2 separate regions of the Muntiacus reevesi genome follow, and region 1 is linked to region 2. A link is a contact called in public Hi-C data. All regions are on one chromosome and are shown on one strand. Each heading gives the region's core, a stretch centred on a gene start, on an enhancer-like site or on the middle of the called end of the contact. The rest is flanking DNA. Distances are from core to core; before and after follow the strand shown. Region 1 holds the start of LSM5 (LSM5 homolog, U6 small nuclear RNA and mRNA degradation associated). Region 2 holds the start of NT5C3A (5'-nucleotidase, cytosolic IIIA).

Region 1 (4,815 bases), core at 740-3,239, 240 kb before region 2:
GATCAAATAGGAAATAAAACGTTTACATATATATACACATAAGTTGTAATTAATTGAAAACATTAAATGCTTTTATTATCAGTTCCTTTATTTGAATGGAGCCCTAAGATCCCTGGCTGCTTTTACCTTAAACCTTTGTCTCCACTAACTTCCCAGCAATTAGTGACAATTACATTAAGGTAATAATCCTCCAATCCAATTTTACTAACATCAGTAGGTAAACTCTCCATCTTTAGAGTAATTCAAACAGGCAGTGTTCTCTCCTACATCCTTTTACTGACTCAACAGCACTAAAATTGCCTTAAATCAAACACAGAGATTCCCCCTACCCATTCTTTAATTTTAACACTACTCACAATTCAGTGACATCTTCCAATACCATATCTGAAATTTGGTGTTAAGAAACTAAACATACCAAATTAAAATTTACTCTGGCTTATGTCTTTGTTCAGTTTTAATTATAACACTGAATATAATGGCTCAAATGCAAGCTGCTTGCAATTGGTAGGAACTTCACCGTTCAGTACCACACCCCTTAAAACACTATCACAATTTCCATGAAGATAAGTTAATTTTTATTGTAATAATTGGTAAGTACTGATAGTCTATAGTTCTTTTTAAAAAATACTGAAGAAAAACCCATACAACCACCTTTAAAAAGGATACTGACAAAGTCATCAAATCCCAGAAGTGTGCCAACAATCTCCTTATCACTCTTCATCACAATGTGAATTCTTGATCCTATACACTTGTCCACAAGCTCTACGGATATATTTTTTAAGGGAAAAAAAAAGGGGGGGGGGGGGTGGTGGGAGAGAGAAAAGATTAGTTTGCGCATCCATAACTTTAACAAATATTTGAGTGCCTACTGACACTTATTACGTGCATATGGTCAAAAGATAAGCCAGGAAAAGTATTCACTTAAAAACTTTAGACCTTATATTACATATTTCAGTCATTCTATTAACAGGAAAGTTTTCCCTGTTCTCCACTTATGCCTCTTTTGTAGCAATTTATCATGGTTGCGGTTTAATGTTATTTTAATTATCTGATTAACATATGAACGCCCCTCTTGACTCTAAGCTCCAAGAGAACTGAGAGGTGGTTGTTTTTACTCATCAATGTATCCCCAACGGACAGTGCCCGAAATGTACTGGTCATCCAGAAGAGTTTGTTCGAGGAAGGAAAAAAGCTTTACAATCACTGCCGCATCCACTAACTCGATAACCCTTCAAGTATAAAACATTAAGAAGAAAAAGGCATAACTGTCTTTACCAGGGATTCCTTCTTGTCATAAGTCTACGTCTGCCCCGTATCCTGTCTCCTACACTGGTTTGTATGCTATCTGAAGGTAATGGTCGTGATTTAAATTTGTTGAATAATGCCCAATCACAATGTCTAGTGCACAGATGCGCGGTAATTGTTTGCTAAATAAATGAATAACAAGAGCTCGTTTCCAGAGGCCTCTTTAAAGGCTCATTCCAGACCCGAGTGCCTCTCTCAAAAACCAGCCAGACAGGATCTAATCTGGGCACTTTAAATGCACGGTTGCGGAATGGGCATGCTACCCACTACTATAAAGGCGAGCGCACAACAAAGAAGGCCGACGACACATTCACCAAGAGTGAACCTTTCCGGTGAAGGTTTGGGGAGTCAAAAATCCCTGCCTCAAGAAAACCCCAACACGCCAAAGAGAAGTGGGCGGCCTGAAGCCGCAGGGACTAGGAGCCTAGAGGAGAGCGGCGGAGAAAGCTACATTTTTCTAACACTCGGCCATGGGCTGCCTTGCTCTTCGGCCCCAACCCTAACTTTCAGCTACCCACCCCGGCTCCCCAAGACAAAAATTACCTAGAGGAAGCAGCTGTGACGGGTTAGTGGTAGCGTTAGCCGCCATGCCTACGCCGGAAGTGGCCTGCCTCTATCGACGTCGGAACGGCGAGTTTGAAAGAGCGCGCTTCCGCTTTTTTCCTGCCCGGGCAGGCTCGACCAATCTGAGGCCGAGAGTGCGATCGAGGGGATCCAGCCACTTCCTTATCCTGCAGTGAGATTCTCAGTGTTTCTGTTGACTGAGCGTTCCACGTTCTCCACAGGTACCCTCCTCTCCAAACTTCCAAGAGACTTTAGAGATCTCCAGTCTTATAAATAAGGTATTCCTCTAATCAGGAAGACTTTGCGAAACGAAAACGTTTGTGCTGTCTTATTTCCCCCATCAAGCTGTGTCTCATATCAACCCAGGATCTTTCTTCGACCAGTATCAATAAATTTTATTTTCCCGCCACCGATTCATTGTGTTGCAATTTTCGTTAAAAAAAAAAAAAAAAATCTACCGCTTCTTTTAAAAGTTTGATGATTTGAAAACCCACAACTAACATTAAAAAAAAAACTTTTCTGGGCGAGGGGGAAATTTTAAGTATGTTTTCTATTTTCTACTATCGTTTTATTTTCCTTTTTTCTATTCTACTTTTTATATTTTTTCCATTTCTACTGTTTTCTATCTTCTACTATCAGGAGTTGGTGATGGACAGGGAAGCCTGGTGTGCTGCAGTCCATGGGGCCGCAAAGAGTCGGACAAGACTGAGCGACTGAACTGAATTGTCCTTTTTAATCTTATAATTTCTAGGAGTCTAGTATACACTTTCTGTATACACTATTTCTTCCAGAGTCTAACAGGCAACCACCAGATGTCACTCTATGTTAATAACATCACATTTAGGAAACCTTGGTGCTTTTACACATCTGTTTTGAAAAGAAAAAGCGAACAAATTTTCTGCGTTAGTCTATTTGTTTATATCTGAGGAGCTTAAAGCTGAAGAGTTTAAGCAGGAGAGGCCAGGAAGAACATCATTCATTCACACAACAATGGCTGTAAAGCACCAATCATTCATTCATCGAACAAATACTTTAGTTGAACATTGGCATTTTGCTTAATATAAAATAGTGTAAAAAATAAAATACTGTAAAGAACAGAACTACAATGTCTTCTGCCCTTATAGGAGCTAAAGGACAAATGGGGGAGAAAGACAACTAGCAAGCATTATGTACAACGCACGTGAAATTTAATATGTAAAGCAGAGTCCTCTTTTAACTTCAGGGATCTTTAGTCAATCGTCACATCATTCTCTGGCAAGACAAAGTAATGCCAAAATTTTTCTTTTTCCTATATCTATTTTTGTTTCTTTTTCACCACACCATAATGCGAATAGGAACCAAGTTCAAGGCATTGTTGCTACCTGATAGAGTTCAAAGTTTAAGAAAATAAGCTTTAAGTCAGTATTTTGCTTTCCATTACAGAAATCAAATTAACATTAGCAATATTCAGCACTACTGATGAAGAATAAAGGAGGTCTTGTACTCTGAAAAAGGTGATACAATTTGTTTACACAGTAGTTAATGGGGATTGCAGGAAGAGGTGTTTTTATTCTATTGAGTTCTTTCCTGAGGCAAGACACTAAAAGAAACAAGGCCAATTCCAAATGAATTTGAAAACGTATCATGGCTCTGTCTCCAGGGTTTTTCTCCTGGTTCTTACTTACAGAGCAGATATAAAATAGAACTTATAATTTATCATAACACATATTATAACTAAAAGAAGCTCTTCTACTGTATGTTCAGAAAGACATTTCTACTTTTTTCCCTGGAGATAAATTTCATCATAAAATATAAGCAAATTTTTCCTTTCAAAATAATGTTCAGGAAGTATTTCATTATCTCAAATTGCTATTTCCAATCTTGATCTTTCAAACACTTTTTTAAAATAAAGGAGAAATTCCTATTTTCCCTTAATGTGTCCTTGTAGACAATATGTTGCTAATTAGTGTATTTTATATTAATAGAACTCATTAAAAACTAATGTAAAGTTGTTAAATTGTTAAATGGACCAGTCTGTATAATTAGAGATGGAAAAAATTTTAGAAATTCCCTTGCTTACTTTCTCTCCCAGTTTTCCCTCTGACATATCTTCTTTGTTTACAGTATTATTTTAAATGACATATTTTTTAAGCATTTAAGCAAATAATGGTTATGAAGAAATGATTTCATCTTAGTTGGAGACCCTAGCATGCAAAATATAACAGATTTGGGGGGTATGGCTATGCTGGGCCTTATCTGTGGCACTTGAGATCTTTAGACGTGCCATACTGTGGCATGTGGGATCTAGTTCCCTGTGAAGTGAAGTCGCTCAGTTGTGTCCGACTCTTTCCACCCCATGAACTGTAGCCTACCAGGATCCTCAGTCCATGGGATTTTCCAGGCAAAAATACTGGAGTGGGCCCTGACCAGGATCAAACCCGGGCCCTCTGCATTGAGTCACTGGGCCACCAGGAAAGTTCTGATACAGATTTTATATTGCTATCACTGGGGTCTCCTACACAACAAAGTAAAGAGTTGGCATTCACTACACAGAGTTCTAAGATGCCCTGACCTTTCATCCTTTTAAAAAAAATGTTCAATTTCACTTCAATTTTAGCTAGGCTAATTGTGGAAAATGTCAAAGCAGATGGGAGAAAACAGTAACATATATATTCTGTATACAGGGAATGTTATAGTTTCACACACAGTTCTGAGTCAGTGCCAAAAATTTTGTAATACAGAAAAGAAATAGTAGCAACAACTTGAAGTTTTTCCACAGTATTATTAGCATTAAAACAATTCTACTGAATCACAGAAAGTATGTTCTATTAATAAGAAGAAAATGGAAATGAAAGTCACTCAGTCCTGTCCAACTCTTTGGAGACCTCACCAACTTTAATTATCTTCAAGGCTTCTCTATCCATGGAATTCTCCAGACAAGAATACCGGAGTGGGTAGCCATTCCCT
Region 2 (5,198 bases), core at 1,163-3,662:
CAACTCCAGCACTACATTTTCAGTTGTTGCTAATAACAACAACAGGTAATGTATATACTGTATATTACTATGGGCCAATATATGGCAATAATTGCTTTTCAAAGCACTTTACTTAATGTAACTAATTTATGGACATTTCTTCTTGGCTAAACAGGACAAAGTGAATTTGCTCCACATTGTCCCTGTCTGTTCTCTCTCTCTCCTTTTTGATCTTGGCTAATAATATAGCCATTATTACCATTTAGTTTGCAATCCCCACAATGTGATTAATCTCTTTAATGATCCTAAATAATGAAAAGCTCAAAATGATAGCAATTATGCCCACTGTGTTATTCATGTAACTTCATAACTACCCCATGAAGTAGGTAGTATTATTATCTTCCAATTAATAGGTGAACAGAGTCAGAGAAGTTAAAAAACCGGCCCAAGATCACATAGCTTGATAAATGAGAAAGCCTAGATTCAAAGTTAGGTTTGCATGAGTCCAGAGTTTGTATTGCCAAGTCCTGTTGATTTTATCTCTGAAGTGTTCATCCTCTGAGCTCTCATTTTCTAGTCTAGGCTCTAATCATCTTTCACAAGGAATACCGCCAGCATCCTCCTGAATTATTTCCTTCTTTCCAGGCCCTCCCCTTTCACCTTAATATAAGTGATCTTTATAAAATAAACTTTTGAACATGCAATTATCCTGTCCAACCACCTTTGATGGCTCCCCATTGCCTAAAAAATAAAGGGCAAACTGTTTGGAATGGCTTTACAACATTCCTTTACAATTTTGTCTCCTTGTCCACATTCCCTATCTCTTCCTTCCAAATACACGTCTGTATATTATGCTGCAGCCAGAATACTACTTGTCCTTATGCCTGAATTAATATTACATATTATGTATATTTAAAGATAGCGGCTTCATTGTGGATTTTGTGAAAGCATTGACTTTTTTACCTCTACTTGGTTTAGAAGAGAAGTGATAGACCAATGCACAGTCCAAGTACATACAAGTAGGTATGGCAATGTGGGTTCCCCCACCACATATATATTATACATTTTTGGTTTGTAACAAAAGGAAGCCACCAATGTTTTCTATGCAGGATAGCAACATAAACAAAATGAAAATTTTGAGATTAACATCTGCTCTTATGAGTACAGAAATGGAGAAAAGACTACGCAATAATAATCCAAGACTAATTTAATCCTAGCAATAACCAAAACTATTGGCATAAGAAACATGTGAGGAATTAACATTTTTAACTTTTATTTATGAAACAATATTTTTGTATTCAACCCAGGGCCAAGAGCAAAGATTGGGACAAATAGTTTCTGTGCTCAATTAGAACATATAGTTGAAGCTAAGTATTCTCAGTATATGAACCTAAAATTATATTATTTAGTATAGTGGTAAGCTGTCACTGATCTGTCAATACTAGATCCTAGAAGTTCATGTGTGTAGTACCTTATTGGGAGTATACACAGGACTGTTCACTCCAGAAAGTACCAAAGAATGCAACTTGCTGAGAAAACTGTCTTGATGAGAGGGCTCTAATTAAAACACAAAACATCCCCAACTTTGGAGCAAATATTGCCTATAAAGCACCTCAAATGGAATTATTCAAATACTGTCTTACAATAAAATTGGAAATAAATTTCTAAAACGTTATGTAAGAGGTTTGGTGGGGGGAAAAAAATGAACACAAAGATACTTCCCAGCAGTTCTGAGACAGGAGGGGTAACATTGCAAATACAAAATAAACTATTCTGAACTCCAGCTGGGTTAACTGTCATTTCTTTAATTAACCACTGACAAGTTACACCTTGTCATAACCAAGCACATCCTTGCCACGGTGCAAAAACCACCATCAGAACTGGATGGTTGCAACGGTCTTTGATCCGGGTTGCCAAGAGGAGGGCGAAACATCCCCAGGAACTTCCATTTCTTGAAAACACTGGTGTTGCTGTGGGAGGTAGTTTTTTTTCCGAATTACCTATTTGCTGCCTTTTTGTTTCAGAGATATAACTAAACCCACGGGAAGCCGAGCGCCGCCGTCAAGGGTCCAGACCAGGTCATCGGGCCCGCTGGGTCGCCCCAGGCGGGACGAACGGGTCCCCAGTGGGCCCCCAGCATTCCAGCAGCGGTCGGCGCGGGAAGGCGAGGCCGGACGAACCACCCCGACCCCTCACGCGCCCCGGCACGACGGGCCCCCACACTCACCATTTCGATGATCTTGGTCTTCCGGCCTGTCTTTCTCTTCAAGGTGAATATGTACTGGGCCAGCACTACCCCCGCCACCAGGGCGCACACGCTGGCGCTCGCTACCGCGCCCACCCTCGCCACCGCCGCTCGATCCATGGACCTGGCCTCCTTTGCCTCGCAGTTCGAGAAGACGTCGCTGGATGGCTACCGGCCTCAGAAACGCCGGCCGGTGGACAAGCCCGGGCGACCCGCCCCTCCTGCACGAGCCCCGCCCCCTGCACGAGTCCCGCCCTCAGGGAGGCCCCACCCACGAGGGCCCAGCGGCGGGAAGCAGGAGGCAGCTGGAGGAACCTGCCTGCACCGAAAGCCAAGGAGGGGAAGAGGGCCTTCTCAGAATCTGGGTCAGAGGAACTGCTCAAGGACAGAAAAGGGGAACTGAACTAAATCTCTCTCTCTCTGCTAATAAGGACCAGGCAGTGGTTCATTCCAGCCCCGCCCACTAGAAATTTGATGCCAACCGTCACTCAAAAATAATCCTCGGCCTTCCACCCTCCTCTGACACTCAGGACTACAACCCCCAGAAGGCACCTGGGGCGTTGCTATCTAACTTGCGCAGTAGCTTAGCTGCAGAGTGCTAGGACCAGCGGCAGGGTGCAGCAAAAGAAGGGAGTAAAAGGCGATCTACAGGATATGAGAAAATACTTGCAAACCGTTTACCTGACGAGGGGTTAATATCCAGTTTATGTTAAAAATGTTAACAACAACAAACCCCATTAAACAATAGGCAAAAGACTTGAATAGACAATTGGTAAAGAAGCTTATGAAACTTATCAATATTAATCATCAGGAAAATGAAAGTCAAAACCACAATGAGATATCACTTCACACAAGTTAGGACAACCACTGTCAAAAGGACCAGAAAATTAAAAATGTTGGTGAGGATGTGAAGAGTTGGAACCCTTGTGCACTGCTGGTGGAAATGTAAATTTGTGCAGCCACTGTGGGAAAATGTGTGGAAATTCCTCAAGAAATTAAAAACAGAATTACCATATGATCCAGCAATCCTATGTCAGGGTATATATCCAAAAGAATCGAAAGGAGACACTCATAGAAATTTTAGCCCTCCCATGTTCACTGCAGCACTATTCACAATAGCCAAGATGTGGAAGCAACTGAAATGTTCATCAAAAGATGAACTGATAAGAAAATGTGGAAATACATCAAAAGTAATATTATTCAACCTTTAAACAGAGGCGAATTCTGCAGTATTTGACAACACGAATCAATCTTGAAGACCTCATATATGTGAAATAAGCCAGTCATAACAAAGACAAGTTGCATTATTCTACTTCTATGAGTAGTCAGACTCTAAGAAACAGAAAGTATAATAGTGGTTGTGGGGTCTGAGGAAGAGGAAATGATGGAGTCGTTCAACTGAGTAGTGAGTTGTTTCAGTTTTGCAAGATGAAAAATTCCAGAGATCTGTTGCAGAACTGTGTGCCTACAGTTAACACTACTGTACTATACCTTTAAAAACTACGTTGGTAAATTTTATATGTTTTATACCACACACATTTAAAAAGTTGCTATGGCAACAGCGCAGCGACAGCTTGAAGTTAGGCTAGAGAAAGTAGGTGTTTTTTCTTTTTCTGCTAATTCCAATCATCGCCTCTTCCATCATTTTCCTTTCTGAGTAGCATGACTTGTTCTCACCTGCCTGGACTCTTTCAAGTTTCAAGGGATCGATGCAGTTTCCCCTGCTCGTCTCTAGGGATAACAGGAAGGGGATGCAGGGGAGCTACTTGGGGGGATCACATCAACTCTGTGGAGCTGGCGGTGCTACTCGGTGAGGCTCTCTCTTTGCCCAGGACATGAAAAAAGTTGGAACAGGAGAACAAGAGGGAGCAGTAAGGGTTGCTTTTCTCTGCACCCTCCACTCTTGCTCTAGTTGTTCCAGCCCTGGGACCCTGGCAGTTGTTCTGCTTGAAGGGAAATTTGTAGAAAGAGAGTTCTTAGAAAGGTGGAATAGAGCTTATCCGAGCAGGCATCTGGTGAGAAAACAAGTCTGGAATTAACCACTGGGTGCGTGAATGCCTTTTGTAGAACTGGGAAACACATGTTGGCTACAATCAGTCCATATGTTTGATTCCTCTGTTGTTGTTTTTAACTGTTTAAGTATGTAAATCTTTGTTTTTCTGTAAATTATTGTCCTTAATGATATATGATGTTGGGGTGGTAAGAACATATGAAGGAATTTGATGTAAATTTATGACTTTTTGCTATGCACAACCTTACACTCTGCTCTGATAGGATTATTGGCATAGTCTTGGCTTGGAACTAGTTAAGTAGTATTCTTGTGAGGAAGAACTATTTGGTGGATGTAGGTTTAAGATCTTTGCCCACTAACGCTGTTAAAAATTAAAACAATCCAAAGCAAAACTAAAAACACACCACTGAGACTTACTCTCTCATTTCTTTGCATATTAAGTTGTGGGATAGTGACAGTATGCAAGAACCTAAAGAGCAGGAAGAAAGTATGCAGAAGAAAGGTTGTCATTAGCTGTGACTTAGAGGAGTCATGTAACATCTCTGGGCTTTGCTTTCTTATCCTGCAAAAGCAAAAAACCAAATGATTTTGGACAACTTTTAGCTTATATTAAAGCTCTTTGATTAAAGAGTAATGGTCTTTTTCAAGCCCTGGAAGATAACTTGGCAGAGGTCCTAGGAAAAAGAAGAGGGAAGTCCTGCTATAAAGAATCATCTACTGAGGAAATCAAGTGTTAGTTCAACCAGTGCTTCTCAAACATTAGGGTGAATGTGAACCACCTGGGGATGTTGTTTGGGGGGAGGCCAAGATTCCACACTTATTTTTGAAAGATATTTATTTATTTATTTGGTTGCACCATGTCTTAGTTGCGGCACTCAGGATCTTCGATATTTGTTGCGGTATATGGGATCTAGTTCCCCAAGCCCCTTAACCACTGGACCATCAGGAAAGTCCCAAGAGTTC

What was found. A called contact is a pair of places that touch in the nucleus more often than the background predicts.
Region 1: a Hi-C map of muscle shows a contact between it and region 2, with 4 times the contacts expected there. The contact joins the promoter of LSM5 here to the promoter of NT5C3A in region 2. A contact is called at or near these places in 2 of 3 Hi-C or Micro-C datasets (blood and muscle).

The regions. Positions count from the first base shown.
Region 1 is chr6:60,719,158-60,723,972 of mMunRee1.1, reverse strand. It overlaps LSM5 (LSM5 homolog, U6 small nuclear RNA and mRNA degradation associated), which reads right to left and starts at 1,989. Exons shown (of 4, transcript XM_065939660.1): 1 at 1,849-1,989; 2 at 667-762. The coding sequence starts at 1,894.
Region 2 is chr6:60,478,043-60,483,240 of mMunRee1.1, reverse strand. NT5C3A (5'-nucleotidase, cytosolic IIIA) reads right to left here and starts at 2,412. Exons shown (of 9, transcript XM_065938596.1): 1 at 2,207-2,412. The coding sequence starts at 2,344.